Regions from separate parts of the Mus musculus genome. Here region 1 is linked to region 2. A link is a contact called in public promoter capture Hi-C data. All regions are on one chromosome and are shown on one strand. Each heading gives the region's core, a stretch centred on a gene start, on an enhancer-like site or on the middle of the called end of the contact. The rest is flanking DNA. Distances are from core to core; before and after follow the strand shown. Region 1 holds the start of Stk33 (serine/threonine kinase 33). Region 2 holds the start of Tub (tubby bipartite transcription factor).

What was found. Promoter capture Hi-C pulls out the DNA fragments that hold promoters and counts their contacts.
Region 1: a contact with region 2 is called in a promoter capture Hi-C map of hippocampal neurons, with 3 times the contacts expected there. The contact joins the promoter of Stk33 here to the promoter of Tub in region 2. A contact is called at or near these places in 11 of 39 promoter capture datasets (the HPC-7 cell line, cranial neural crest, embryonic stem cells and 4 more), 3 of 115 datasets of contacts at active chromatin or transcription factors (astrocytes, embryonic forebrain and embryonic stem cells) and 2 of 9 other capture datasets (adipose tissue and embryonic stem cells).

The regions. Positions count from the first base shown.
Region 1 is chr7:109,434,341-109,441,240 of GRCm38.p6, reverse strand. Stk33 (serine/threonine kinase 33) reads left to right here and starts at 2,188. Exons shown (of 14, transcript NM_054103.1): 1 at 2,188-2,324. It overlaps 1700095J03Rik (RIKEN cDNA 1700095J03 gene), which reads right to left and starts at 2,623. Exons shown (of 2, transcript NR_152110.1): 1 at 1,059-2,623.
Region 2 is chr7:109,007,517-109,014,031 of GRCm38.p6, reverse strand. It overlaps Tub (tubby bipartite transcription factor), which reads right to left and starts at 3,152. Exons shown (of 12, transcript NM_021885.4): 1 at 2,894-3,152. The coding sequence starts at 2,931.

The DNA of each region.
Region 1 (6,900 bases), core at 939-3,438, 430 kb before region 2:
TGCATGTATGGAGGTCAGAGGACAACATGCAGGTGTTGGCTTTCTCTTACCTTTGCATGTGTTCTGGGAATGGGACAGGTTGTCAGGATTGGTATCTTTATCTACTCAGTGTCTTTATCTACCAAGCCGTGCTTGCAAGCCACTGATATCGTTTCTTAATATAAGCAAATGGAGCAAGGCTGATGCTAAAGACTTGCGATAGGCAGAGTTCCAAGGGGAAGATAAGGTGGTACACTCAGCCTTAAACATTTTGGAGGGTATCAGTGAGACAGCTCAGTGGGTAGAGGTTGCACATATGCAGGCCTGAACTTGTTTGAACTGCAAATCCCACAAGGTGGCAGGAGAGAACTGAGCCCCAAGAGTTGTCCTCTGATCTCCATATAAACACGGCAGAGATACATGTTCATATGCACCCAAATAAATGGACCTGTGTGTATGTGTGTATGTGTGCGTGTGTGCGTGTGTGCGTGTGTGTGCGTGTGTGTGTTTAGGCTAGAAGTCAGCTTTAGGTGGTGTTGTTCCAAGGAACTGTCAACTTTGGTTTTTGACTGCTCACTGGTCTGAAACTTACCAATTAGTCTATGATAGCTGGCCAGTAAGCCTCAGGAAACCTCCTGTCTCTACCTCCTTAGTGCTGGGATTATTAGCATGTGCCTCTGTGCCCAGTTTTCAATTTATTTTTTTTAACTTGGGTTCTGGGAATCAACCTCAGGTACTCATGCTTGAAGTCAGTATTTTATCAACTGAAACTATCTTCCCAGACTACAAACACAGTGTGCTTCGATGGTCTGACCCAACTCAGAAAAAACAAAACAAAACAAAACAAAACCCTAGCCTACTGGTTCCTAACCAGTGCTAGAAACACATACACACACACACACACACACACACACACCTACCCACCCGTTCAAAACTGGGACCTATTTAATCAGAATCTCTGAGTGTATAATTTGTGAATCTACACTTAAACACAAAATAAAGTAAAACAAAAATTCCCGGTAGATGTCTGGTGTTGAGCAAGTTTGGGCATCACTGACAGACTGCAGGGGAGGACTCACCAGCATGCCTTTCCAACAATTCTTCCTACCAGTGTTGTCCCTTAACTAGGCTTTGTCAGATGTTTGAAGTTGTTTTTTGGAAGGGTCCGGAGTCTAAAAGCCTTCGTAGGGGTTTGTTAAAGGCGGATCCATGCATGTCACAGTTCAGTGAAGCAGATAGTAGTTTATCTCCTCAAACTCATGCTCAGACTTAGGCTTGGATGGGCAATCATGCCATCTTTCTATACAGGCAAGGGGGACATACAGAGTGCAAATTCTCACATCTCTTCCAGACTCTTGTTAGACGATAGTTCTGTAATTTTCCAGAACATTGCTTGGCCAAGATCCCAAAGTTCTATTAATATAGTACATGGCAGGGAGTATTTGTGGTTGAAAAATGGTTTCCAAAATGAAGTTACCAACTACTTGTGCCCATTTTGAGCACTTTTTTCCCTCCTATGAAAGCAACAGGATTAAGTAGTTGCCAAATGTACACCTGTAAGCAATAAAATTAATTGCTTTGCTGTACTGTTACTGGCTATCAATCACCTTAATTTTAGAAGACATCTGCCTTGAATAATTATGCTAGTCCAAGTAGAGTTGAATTTCTTCCCGACAGCTGCTGGAGAGAGGACCCGCCCACAGAAGCCATTCCTAGTTCAGATCAATAATAGAACATTAGCATACAGCTGTAGCCAGCTTTTCACGGCTCCATTGCTTGCGACATACATTGGAGATGGTCCCACAGAGGCTTGGGACAAGTCTAGAGATATGTTATTTGACTCGTCACGGGCCACTTCAGCCTTTCTGTGAGGATCCACACCCAGCTCTCAGCAGAGACGCCCTGACCACGTTCACATCGTATGAGGCCCCCTGGACGGGCGAGCCTCGCCGCACGAGCACCGGCCGCCTGGGCCATGACTGAGAATAAGTCGGAACATCCCGTCACGATAGCGACAGTGCTGTTGAAAAGCGTTTTACTTGACACGGTGCTCGAGGCAGGCTTCCCCGCTCCGTGTCTGGGGTGCGGCCCGCGGAGACCAGGCTCCCGGGCACGCGGGCGCCGTTGTGCGGCCCCCGCTCTCCTCACAGGCCTCACTTGCGCGCGGAAGGCTGGGGCTTCGCGTTTGCTGTCGCGCTTTGTCCCGGTGCAGACCCCGTCCACCTCCTGGGTCGGCATCCCGGGCCTTAGAAAAGTTCAGCTTCTTTAGGTGTGGCGTTCGGGGCTGGGGGACCACTCGGGTCCAAGTGTGTGCCTCTGTCAGGGGCAGCCCGCCGGCCGTTGTGGTGAGTGGCCTCGCAACGCTGACTCGCCCTACCCTGAGGGAAAAGGTGGGCGGGAGGGTTAGGCAGCCTTCGAGCCCCGTTGCTATGACAACCGCAGGCAAACGGGCCTCAGGGCTCCAGCCAGCGGTCGGCCAGGCGTCCTGCGCGGAGGAGGGTCCTGGGGATGATCACGGACCCTTTTAGGAGTCTCGGGGGACCCAAACACCCGGGACCTCATTTTCCCCTGGTCTGGTGTTTGGGGTGGTCCCTTGCTGCTTGGGTCCATCTTCACTTCCTCACTCCCATCCCATGTTCGCTACAGGAAACATTTTTGAAAGTTTAATGTGATCTCACTCAGGGTAAGTGTGTGTGTGTGTGTGTGTGTGTGGGAAAACGTCCTTAAAAGCCATGGAGTTGTAAGGGCTTGGTGTCTTTTTAATTTCCTAAGAGCCTGACATCTACTAGGACCTCGTTATGTGGTAGCTTCTTAAGTCTTTTTCCTTGCACAGAGTGGATGCTCAGGAGGCAGGGCGATGTTAAGAGCAGTCTCCAGATGATTCTGAGGACAGGGAATTTAAACCTGCTGTCTCTGTTTCCTAGACGCACGTTAGAATTTCTCACACCGTTGTCGGGTGAAATGAGCCTGTATGTGGTATTGCCCTGTGAATGACAAATAGAAAGTGGTTAAGTTAGTTGTAGGGGATAATTGCACATTCGGGGTGCTCCTCACGCCTAACCACAGCGGAGGAACCTTGCCCCCCCCCCCCCCCGCTGTTTTTTGGTCTGACAACCCACCTTCAACATCAGAGCAAGATCAAGCCAGCCTATGTAGGAGGAAGGATCTGCGAATGGAATGCCAAAGCAACAGATTTTGAACTTAAGCTTGCTCTCCTTGTTCTCCAGGTCATGTCTTCAAATTGTGAGCACCACACCGAGATACTACATATCTAAAAGTCTAGTCTGTGTAAGCCACCAGTGTTCTTTTCCTAATGAATCATATATCTATATCATTTTCAAGCCAGGAATCTTGCCCTCATCAGTACCCATTTCCCTTTCTCCTATGTCCATACTGCCATGACTTTGTGTTCATTTTGTCTTCAAACCAAATATCAGATCTAACCACTTCTGTTTCTTCTTCTATCACCCTAGTCTGGGCTACCATGCTCTTACTGTGTCTCTTGAAGTTACCTTCTAATTGGTCTGAAGTCAGTGTCCCATTTTAAAGTATTCCTATTTTATCTCTTGCTCTACAGCAGGAACAATATTTAAAATTTACAAATTGATTATGCTGAGCCAGAAAAATGGCTCCTTGGGTAAATAAATGTGCTTACCACCAAGTCCGATGACACAAAATTGATCCCCAGGACCCACGTGTTGGAAGGAGAGAACAGACTCCACAAATTGTACACAAAATAGATACATAATACATACATACATACATACATACATACACACACACACACACACACACACACACACACACACACACAGCACACAGGGAGGCCCTGAATTCAATCCTAGCACTCTAAATAAATACATAAGTAAATAAATAAATTTAGGCCAGGCCTTATGGCTAGCTTCTACTTGTTTTCTTCCTGATGTAGTCTCTCAGGTAGCTGGGATTGCAAGCATGCGCCTCTGTGCTTGGGGATACATAGACTCTTCTTCAGTTTTCCATCATGGCTTTTTGTCTCACTTCAGGACCTTTGCACATGTTCCTGTCCCTGCCATTGTTGTTCTCTTTAATTAATTCTTGGTCACCCTTAATATCCCAAGGCCAAATGTTTCCTCAAAGTGATCACTATATTTGATTAATTTATCTGGAACAAACCTCCTCAAACATTGGCCCTTCCGGCACAGTTATCTCCCTTCAGTAGCATTTGTGTGTCTGGCACACGGGGGCTAGGGGCGTTAATAACGAGCTGGATGCTTGAGTTACAACTGTTTCCCCATGGCATTCAGTCGTATATGAAAATATCATGCTGTGCCTAGAAGCACAGACTACAGAACCAGACAGATGGTTTACATGTTCATTCTAGTTCTATCACAGTTCCATGCCTGAAACCCGTGGGGCTGATGTTTCATTTTATTGAAGGGTGATATGGTGGATGGATGGATCCTCTGGGATCCAGAGTGTGTATATATTGTACCCTAATGGTCTGAATAAGAATGGCATCCATAGGCTTATATCTTTGAATGCTTGTGGGTGGGCTTTGGGGTTTCAAAAGCTCAAGCCAGGCCCAATGTGTCTCTCAGCTACTCCTCTAGCACCATGTGTGCCTTGTGTCACCGCTCTTGCTCCCTGCCACACTCCCCACCATCATGGTAATGAGCTAAACCTCTGGAACTGTAAGCCAGCCACAATTCAATGCCTTCCTTACTGAGATTTGCAGTGGTCATGGTGACTCTTCATAGCAGTAGAACACCAACTAATTGAACCCTGAATGTCATCAAGTACATTAACTTTTCTATGGTAAACTGAATCCACTCTTACTTGGGATAAAGGTGATACATAGGTTGACATCAGGTTATGGCAAGGTTTAGCAACGAATAACTTACCAAAAATTTATGATAACATTTTGTTTCCATAGCATTTGAATTTTTGAATTTCAGCCTAGAATGTCAGAGTTTGTTTCAGTGTAACCTTAGTTCAGTCACCTTCTCAGTGCCTCAGATTTCTCACTGGGAAGTCAGACATGACAGTAGCACTGGTCTGCCTATAGTTGAATGCCAAATTGCTTTGAGAAGTGAGTGAATGACTCCATGTGAACTACTTGGAACAGTGAATGGTGATTAGTAACGTGTAAGGATCTGCCCTTGTACCGTCTTCTTAGCTCCACAATCACACTATGAATGAAGCTTTATTAGCTATTATTAGTGGCTATTTATATGTGAACTACCAAATGTAATGATGAATGTCTTCATAATTTAATCTTCTCATTGTGTCCTTGTTGCTTAAGATCAGTTTCTCAAAAATGGAATTACAAAGGAACAGGGATGCTGTAGTGTTCTTGAATTGTAGGTCTGCTCTGCTCTCCAAAAAGACTGTACAGTCTTCAGTCCCACTATCAGCTATGTGATGCTCATGTTAGCATTACTTAAAAAAACAAAACAAAACAAAACAAACCTTTGTCCACTTCAGATAAAGTTCCTCCTTATTTTAACTCATATTTTTATTATTTATTTGTTTAAAGATTAAAAATATCATTATTAGATATTAGCTATTTCTTTCATCCAAATTGACTATACAAGCTCTTTGAAAGATTTTCTAGATATAGTGATTGTACGCATTCATGTGTGATACTTGAATACATGCACATAGCATGTAATGATCAGATCAGGGCAACTGACATATTTGTCACTTCAGGCATGTATCACTTCAAACTGTCACCGCTCTTGTTCCCTGCCACACTCCCCACCATCATGTTTTAAGTTTTAAGTTCGTTGTCACTGAATAGAGCTGTCTGATTGAGCTGGGAATATTTGGAGTCATTCCTGCCATCCAGCTTCACCCCCGACCCACTTACTATACCGTCAGTTTTTTTTTAAACCATTGTTTGTTTGGTTTCTTTACCTCGTCTGTCCTCCTTGGCCTATGCAGTACCTTGTATCCCGGGCTTTGGCAGGAATTAACGTGTTACTGGGGCCCAGGGCAGGTTGTTACTTGCCTGTTGGCTACTGTACTAGTCAGTTTTGTGTCAACTTGACACAAGCTAGAGTCATCAGAGAGGAAGGAGCCTCGTTTGAGGAAATGCTTTTATGAGATATAGCTATAAGGCACTTTCTCTAGCAATCTGTAAGGGAGAGTCCAGCCCATTGTGGGTGATGGTGCTGGTGGTCCTGGGTTCTATAAGAAAGAGGTTAAGCAGGCCAGGGGATGCAAACCAGTAAGCAGCACTCCTCTATATTAGCTCCTGCCTCCAGAATCCTACCCTGTTTGAGTTCCTATCCTGACTTCCTTCAGTGGTGAACAGCAATGTGGAAGTATAAGCTGTTTTTTGGTCATGGTGGTTTGCTGTAGCAATAAAAATCCTAGCTAAGACAGCTGCTGAGTAAGGTAGAAAGCAGTGTTTCAGAGGTTAAGTCTCGGGTGAAATCTGAAATGTAGGCAATGCGGACCTTCAGTACAACAGGAGTGGGAAGAGAGAAAACATCCAGGTGGGAAGCAGAGGCCCAAGGGAGATGACTGGGGCTGTGCATGGCTCAAGCAGGTAGAAACTTCATTGCCTTTCCATAGGAACATTGCAGATTCATCTGTGGAAGAAAAGGGATGATGTGGCCACTATGTGAGAACCATTGGTACAGTAAGAATATTAAATCATTTGCTTTTCATACAAGGTTCCCCCCCCACACACACACACAATTTTTTGGGGGGGCAATCTTAAGGAGTGAATGCAGGGCCTCATATTATATACTCCATATCCCTTAGAACGTTCTTATGTAGAGACTAATCAACAACCATATTTTCTTTAAATTTTTTATTTTCTGACACTGGTAAGTCAAGAGGTAATGACAGAGAGCCTAGGGAGAAGGTACAGAGGGTAACAACAGTTTCATACAAGCATGAAGTCCTGGGTTCAGATACCAGCACCTACCT
Region 2 (6,515 bases), core at 1,903-4,402:
CACACACACACACACACACACACACACACACATGCAAATAAACAACCACCAACTGCACAGGCCTATAACAGGCCTGAAGCTACAGTCCTTCCTTGGAACTCCACCCACCTACAACTTATAAAAAAGCTGCAGAGTCAAACATTACAGGCATCTAATACTCTTCAAGAATACAGGTAACAGGAGATGGGAAAAAATGACTCTAGTTGTTGATCTTTATAAATGGAATGGCTCCCTTTTAAGTCAGAATGTGAGCTTAATCCATGATCATTAGAAACTGAGCCAAAATTACCCCTAAGAAGATTAGCACCAACTATCACTGCTTTGAGGAAAATGAGCTGAGCCAAGGGAATGCAGGATGCAAGAGAGAGAGAGAGAGAGAGAGAGAGAGAGAGAGAGACAGACAGACAGACAGACAGACAGAGACAGAGAGAGAGAGCCTTTCAGAAGCGCTAACAAGTCAGTCTCTCTCCCCCATACACCACATTCCAGTCTGAAGTGCTGTGGCATTAGGGAAAACCTCACACTAGGCAAAGCACGTGTATGCATGCTGCCCCCTGCCTAGCTGCCAAGAACTGTGCTTTGTCTTCTGTCCCAGTTTTCTGCCACCAGACAGACCTGTGGCTTTGCCTGCAATCCACAGCCTAGTGATGCAAAGGGCCATTTGGATCGCCTCTCAGCACAGGTCTTCCCTACTAGGAAGTCTATTCCCAAACCCAGTGCTTTTCCAGGCTCTGCGCATGCTCAGAAAGACTGAACAGGGCAGAGGAGGCTCCTCCTGATGGCAGCCCACCCCCAGCTGAATACCCACTCTCCCCACTGCACAGAACAAGAAGGCAGGTGACAGGAAGGGAGAGAGGAAGCAGGGTGGGCCACAGGGTGCCAAGCTGCCTTCAGGGCTAGGCTTCCAGGGTGGCAGGATTCTGTGCTTTCAGCTGAGTGTGGGAGGGAGAATGGGGGATGGTTAGGCTTAGGCTGGGTTGAGTGCCAATCACCCATTTCAGGATATCAATGCCCTGGGCACTTGCAATAGAGTTCTCAGAGATAATCCTATCTCCCAGAGGTCTCTTTTCCTAGGCGCAGACTAAACCCTCTTAGCTTGAGGTAGATTTTTTTTTTTTTCTCTACAAGCTTTGCAAGTTGCTTTAGTCCTTGGGTCCCTGGTAGAATCAGTCTTGAACCATAACCAGCCAAGCCTTCCATTTTGCAAAACCTAAGCACAGCATTATTGCCACAGTCACAGTGTAGCCTGTGGCTGGCCACTACCCAACAACTGATCTCCTTGAAGATACTTCCACAGCACTATTGTCTGTTCAGTCCATAGGCACTGCCTTCCACCTCTGCTGGCAGACAAATGGTCAGAGATACTCTGTAAGGCTGCACATGAGTCAAGAAAATACCAGAATGGCCTCAGCACTATCTGCACCCTCATCCTGGATATATGTCAAGGGCACATAGTCTTCTGAGTTAGTACAACTCAGGCCCCAGTTCCCAATTGGAGGTTTCTCCCTTATCCATGTGAGACTGAGGTGTGGGCTCACATGTCTGCAGGAGCCTGTGTATGACTCTCTGTCTACATGTGTCTCTGTGTGTGTTGGTGGTAAGACAGAAAATAACTCAAAAAGCCCCCACAGAGGCTGAGCTCAGAGGCAATAATTATTCTCGAGAAAAAATCGCTGAATTCCCAGGCCTATGACAGGTGCCTGTTGGTAGAAAGACCCGCTTTTAACAAGCTTCAGGCAGTTCGAGCTGGTTTCTAATTGGGGTTCTGTCTGGACCGACTCTTTGGAAGGACTCTGTCAGGATCACTTTCCTTCATGGGCTATGTGGGTCCTGAGTGTCTGATTCTGCAAACCAACAAATGTGCACCTGGGTCAGCAATAAAAAGTGGGTCTTAGCAGTCCAGCTCCCTTTTTACACACATGCCTCTTCAGGAGGCTTTAGAGACAGCCCGGTAGCCCATGGCAACTAGAGAGCCAATGAGTGGCCACGGATGTGGCGCTGCTATGGCAATGAGCTCTTTTCCCTGGTAATAGAATTGAGTAGTGGATGGAGAAAGGCCTGCACCTGTGTGAGGCTGGAGACCACCCCTCCCCCACCACCCACACAAGAAAACCCGAGTCTCTCTTAGGTCTGCCCAACCAAGTATCCAGGAACAGGAGGTTGGTCAATGCTCTTGAGTGCACGTGAGCGTGTGTGAGAGCAATTCTCTGAATTGTGAGCTAGTTCCACTAACAAGCATCTCTGAAAGGTACTGAATAGTACTTATGAGTAGGTAATACGGTGTATTCCTATACGCACAGATTTGAATGTATGCACCTGTGCAGCCCCCAAATTAAGGTCTACTGAGATATATGGGTACATGTAAGCTGCCATGTGGCCTGGGTTCTAACCATCTCAGCAAATCCATGCTTTGGGGATATGAACTGAACAGCAGGGACATATTTGGCCCAGCGCGCAGATGCTCTGTTTGTGTGCAAGCGTGAAGATGCAGGGATGTGTGCGCACAAGCTATCCAGACGCATGTCCTGGGTGCTGGGCCTAGGGGGCGGCTGGCTCACAGCAGTTCCTTTCTCCATGTGCCACCCGACTCAACAAGGCTAGAGATCTTTTAAGAAGCTTTGGGTGTTGAGAAGGGTGGAAAAGGGCAGGTGGCTTTGAGGCCCTCAAAGTTGGGATGGAAAAGCCCGGCACCTCCAACCCGCGCTCCCGGTGTTGGAAAGGAGACTGAGGGAGCAGTACCCTGCCTCCAGGCCAGATGGCCCCGACCGACGCTGCATCCCGACTCGGAGGATGGTGGGTGCCCTGGCTGCGCGCTCCCGTCCTCCTCCCCGCCCTCAGCGTTGGAATGGGGGTCCGAACATGCCCTGGAGCCGGGGAAGCCGGGCCCGCGTACCTGTAAGGAATCCAGTCGGAATGCGGCTTGGAAGTCATGTCTCCCGGGGGCGGGGCGGCGGCTGCGGCTCCGGTGGCCGGGACCGCTCGGGGCTGGCGCGGGGACCCTGCTCAACTCTCGGGCCGCCCCGGGCCGCATCCTCCCCGGCCCGACCGCTGGGCCCCGCCGAGGCCCTCTCTGCACGCCAGGGCCCCGGCCGCGGGCTCCCAGAACGGTTGTCTGTGCGCGGTGCAGCGCTCGGGAGAGGCGGCGGGAGTGCGCGGGGCACCGGGAGCGCGCGGGCTGGAGCGCGCCTGAGGCGGGAGAGGCAGTCCGCACCGCAGGCGCCGGGTCTCGCGCCCCAGGCTGAGCCCTGCGTGGCAGCCGCCGCCCCGCCCCTGGCCCCGCCTCGACGGAGACCCCACCCTGGCCGGTGGATGCAGACCGCGCGGGATGCCCACTCTCTGCCGGAAGGATGCTGTCACCTAGCCTCAGTTTCTCCCTCTAGGACCTCAGCTATCCCTCAGTCCTTGACTATCTCAGATTTACCCTGGACTCAACTCAGGGAGCCTCTGGTCTGAGTACTGACTGAGTCCCTGTTTCCTTCTCAACTTCCCATTTCATGTGCCTGCCTCCATAACCTTCTGATCTTTAGTTAAGTAAACGGTGTTTCCTCTGCCTGGGTCATTCTTTTGGACCTTACGCTTCCCATCCACGTTTCCACAACCAAGGGAAGAGTTCTGTTTACGGTTGCACTCCAGGTCCTTAGAAAGTTGGAGCATTAGCGGGCACAACAGCTTTGACAAGCAAATATTTTATCCCTATTTCCCAGGGAATGAAGTCTGAGAAATGGCTTGACCGAAGGGCAAGGAACAAGGAAGTGTTGGAGCTGAAGTTGAACCAGGGTCTCTCATCTCTCAAAGCCCTTTTGGAGGGCAGCAAAATCTCAAGAAAGATCCTCCTAACCTTGAATGCTGCTGAGATGGCTGTACAGAGGACCTACATTTAATAACAGGCAGGGGAGGGAAAGATGGAAGATCCATAATAGGGCTAGATGGAAGAAGGGAGAGGCCAGGTATCCAGCAACGTAGGAGGCTGGAAGGCCAGCCTGAACCTCATAATGGGGATCAGGGAAGGGACTACTGATGAACACAGACCCTATACACTCCTCAAGTGTACCTTAGGCTCAGCAGCACCGGATATGCAGTAGAGCCTCCATGGAGAGATATTCTGGCAGCACTGGGAGGAGTGTGGTAATGACCCCCATGTTTAGGGTGGGTCTCATCTTACTGCCCTGGAGCCAAGCCAGAACCTGCCCCTGGGGCTTATTCCAGCTTCTCAGCCTTGTCTGACCCATAAACTACAAATACAATAATGATGATATATGGACTGCTTGGTGAGCTATCAGGGGTTGGGGCTTTGTTAGGTGAGATTTAAATAACTTCATTAACGACTGGCCTAGGAACTGTATATATATATATATAGATAAATAGATAGATAGATAGATAGATAGATAGATAGATAGATAGATAGATTTTTTTTTCAGCAGAGGAAATGAAGCACAGAGAAGACAAGCACAATGCTCAAGGCTGCACAGGTAGTCCTCGGTGAAGCCAGCATTCACATACTAACTCCCAGTCCACAGTCTCCATCCTCTGCTTCCCAGTAGTCCATGTGCTGTGCATGTGTTTACTCTTAAATCCTTATCTGTCTAGAGTGAGATCTTAGCTCCCCAAACCCTGTTCACTTGGGTTATTTATTAACCTCCTAAGGGCTATTACTGTCATACTGGACCTCCCAAGAAAATCTCCCAAGAGTAGGGTGCAGTGTAAAGCTGCTGCCTGGTCTTCAGAGCAGCAGAGGGCTAGTTTGTCCCTCCTTCCCTGGAAGCCAGAGGACAGCAGCAAAGCTACTCCCCCAGAGGCTGCTGTCCTTTAGGCCGAAGACCTGAAAAAAGGGTGTATGAGAGGCACTGACCCCTAAACTCCCTGTTGTCCATTCCACCTCTGACAAAGTTATAATTATTTGCTATCTACCTCTGTAGGATGACAAGCGTCTGGAAGACTTCCCCATCAATACTTTGCGGCTGTCTTTTCCCCTTTCTTTCCAAATTCTCTGACACCTTAATGCAATCAGAATTAAGTTGGAAGGTCTCTGGAGCCTGAAGTAATTGAATCTATTAAACAGACACTCCTGGCTCTGTCCTAAGGGAGCAAGATCTGGAGGTAGAGTGAGGTGCAGAAATGAGATGCTTTCCATGGCTTCTTTTTCTGCATGGGCTATGTGAGCATGTGGGATTCAGAAGAGCCGGGAAGCCTGCCAGTGCATGGATGAGTGTGTGTGTACCCAAGAACATGTATGTACATGAGATGTGGGAGGACCAAGAACCTGTATGCTATGGGGAAGCCAAGGATTTGTAGGCCAGTGCATATTTTGTGTGTGTGTGTGTGTGTGTGTGTGTGATATTCAAGAGAAAGGGGAAATGTGTTGCTGTTTCATGACTAAGTATGTACACATGAGATATGAAAAGCTATTGGAGACTCAGTCAGTATATATGGTGGGGAGAGGGAGGGAGGGAGGGAGAGAGAGAGAGAGAGAGAGAGAGAGAGAGAGAGAGAGAGAGAGCGAGCATCGGAGTCTGTGAGCCCCTCTACAGACAAAGAAGATCTGCACAAGAATGTTGGTGAGATATGTTTTTTAGAAACTGGTGGCAGGGTAGGATCTGGATGTTCTACAGGGTTTGTAGTGTTCACACTCAACTCACAACTCGTGGAGGGTTTCCCACTTGAATGATGACATCACTGGCTCACTTTTTTAGTTAACCCCAGTGGCTGAATCAAAGGGATGCTCTGGAAAGCCATATACAGAACATTATAGTTGACTGCCGACTAAACATTATACATTCTTACAGTTGAGTTATATAAGTGACTTTGAAGAAGGTCATAAGCTTTTCAAATTTATCCCCAGGAACAAGGTCATCTCTACTTAAACCCTTTTACGCAGTAAGCCCGAGATGCCTTCCTCACCACTGGTCTAAATACCGTTAGCATGGGGTATTTGCTGGTATTTTAAATTCTTGTTATACTGTAGGCATTTTTTAAAAAGACAAACTGGAGTCAGTCTGTAAGGGGGTGTGCCACCTAAGCTTGAGGACCCCAGTGCCAGCTCTCCTCAGCAAGATCCATTCCCCCAGATAAGAAGACCTGCCATGTAGAGTCCTACATCATCTATGCTTAGTTCAACAGTTTATGAAACGAGGCCACCTCTTTCAACTGTGGAAGCAAAGGGGTATGAATAATAAATGAATATGTGCACAGGCTGAACTCTGCCTTGTGGCTTGGCATTGTGATCCTGCAGTCTGGCAAAAGCAATTCAAATCAATCAGATGTCTACTAGACATTACCAGGTGTAAGGCTGATGCAGGGGTTGGTGGCTGTGGCAGGGATAAGGGGCAAGACCGCTCTCAGGAAATTTTCACTCTGGCAGTATAAACAGGGAAAAATGATGACTATAGCAGTAACTGAGTGCTTGCAAGAGTAGACCAGAGGAGGGACAGTCAATGAATTTGGAAGTAGGAAGATCTTCTATGTATAGAAAAGGGTAATGGTTGACTTGGGCCTTGAAGAGTGAAAAAGATTTTTTT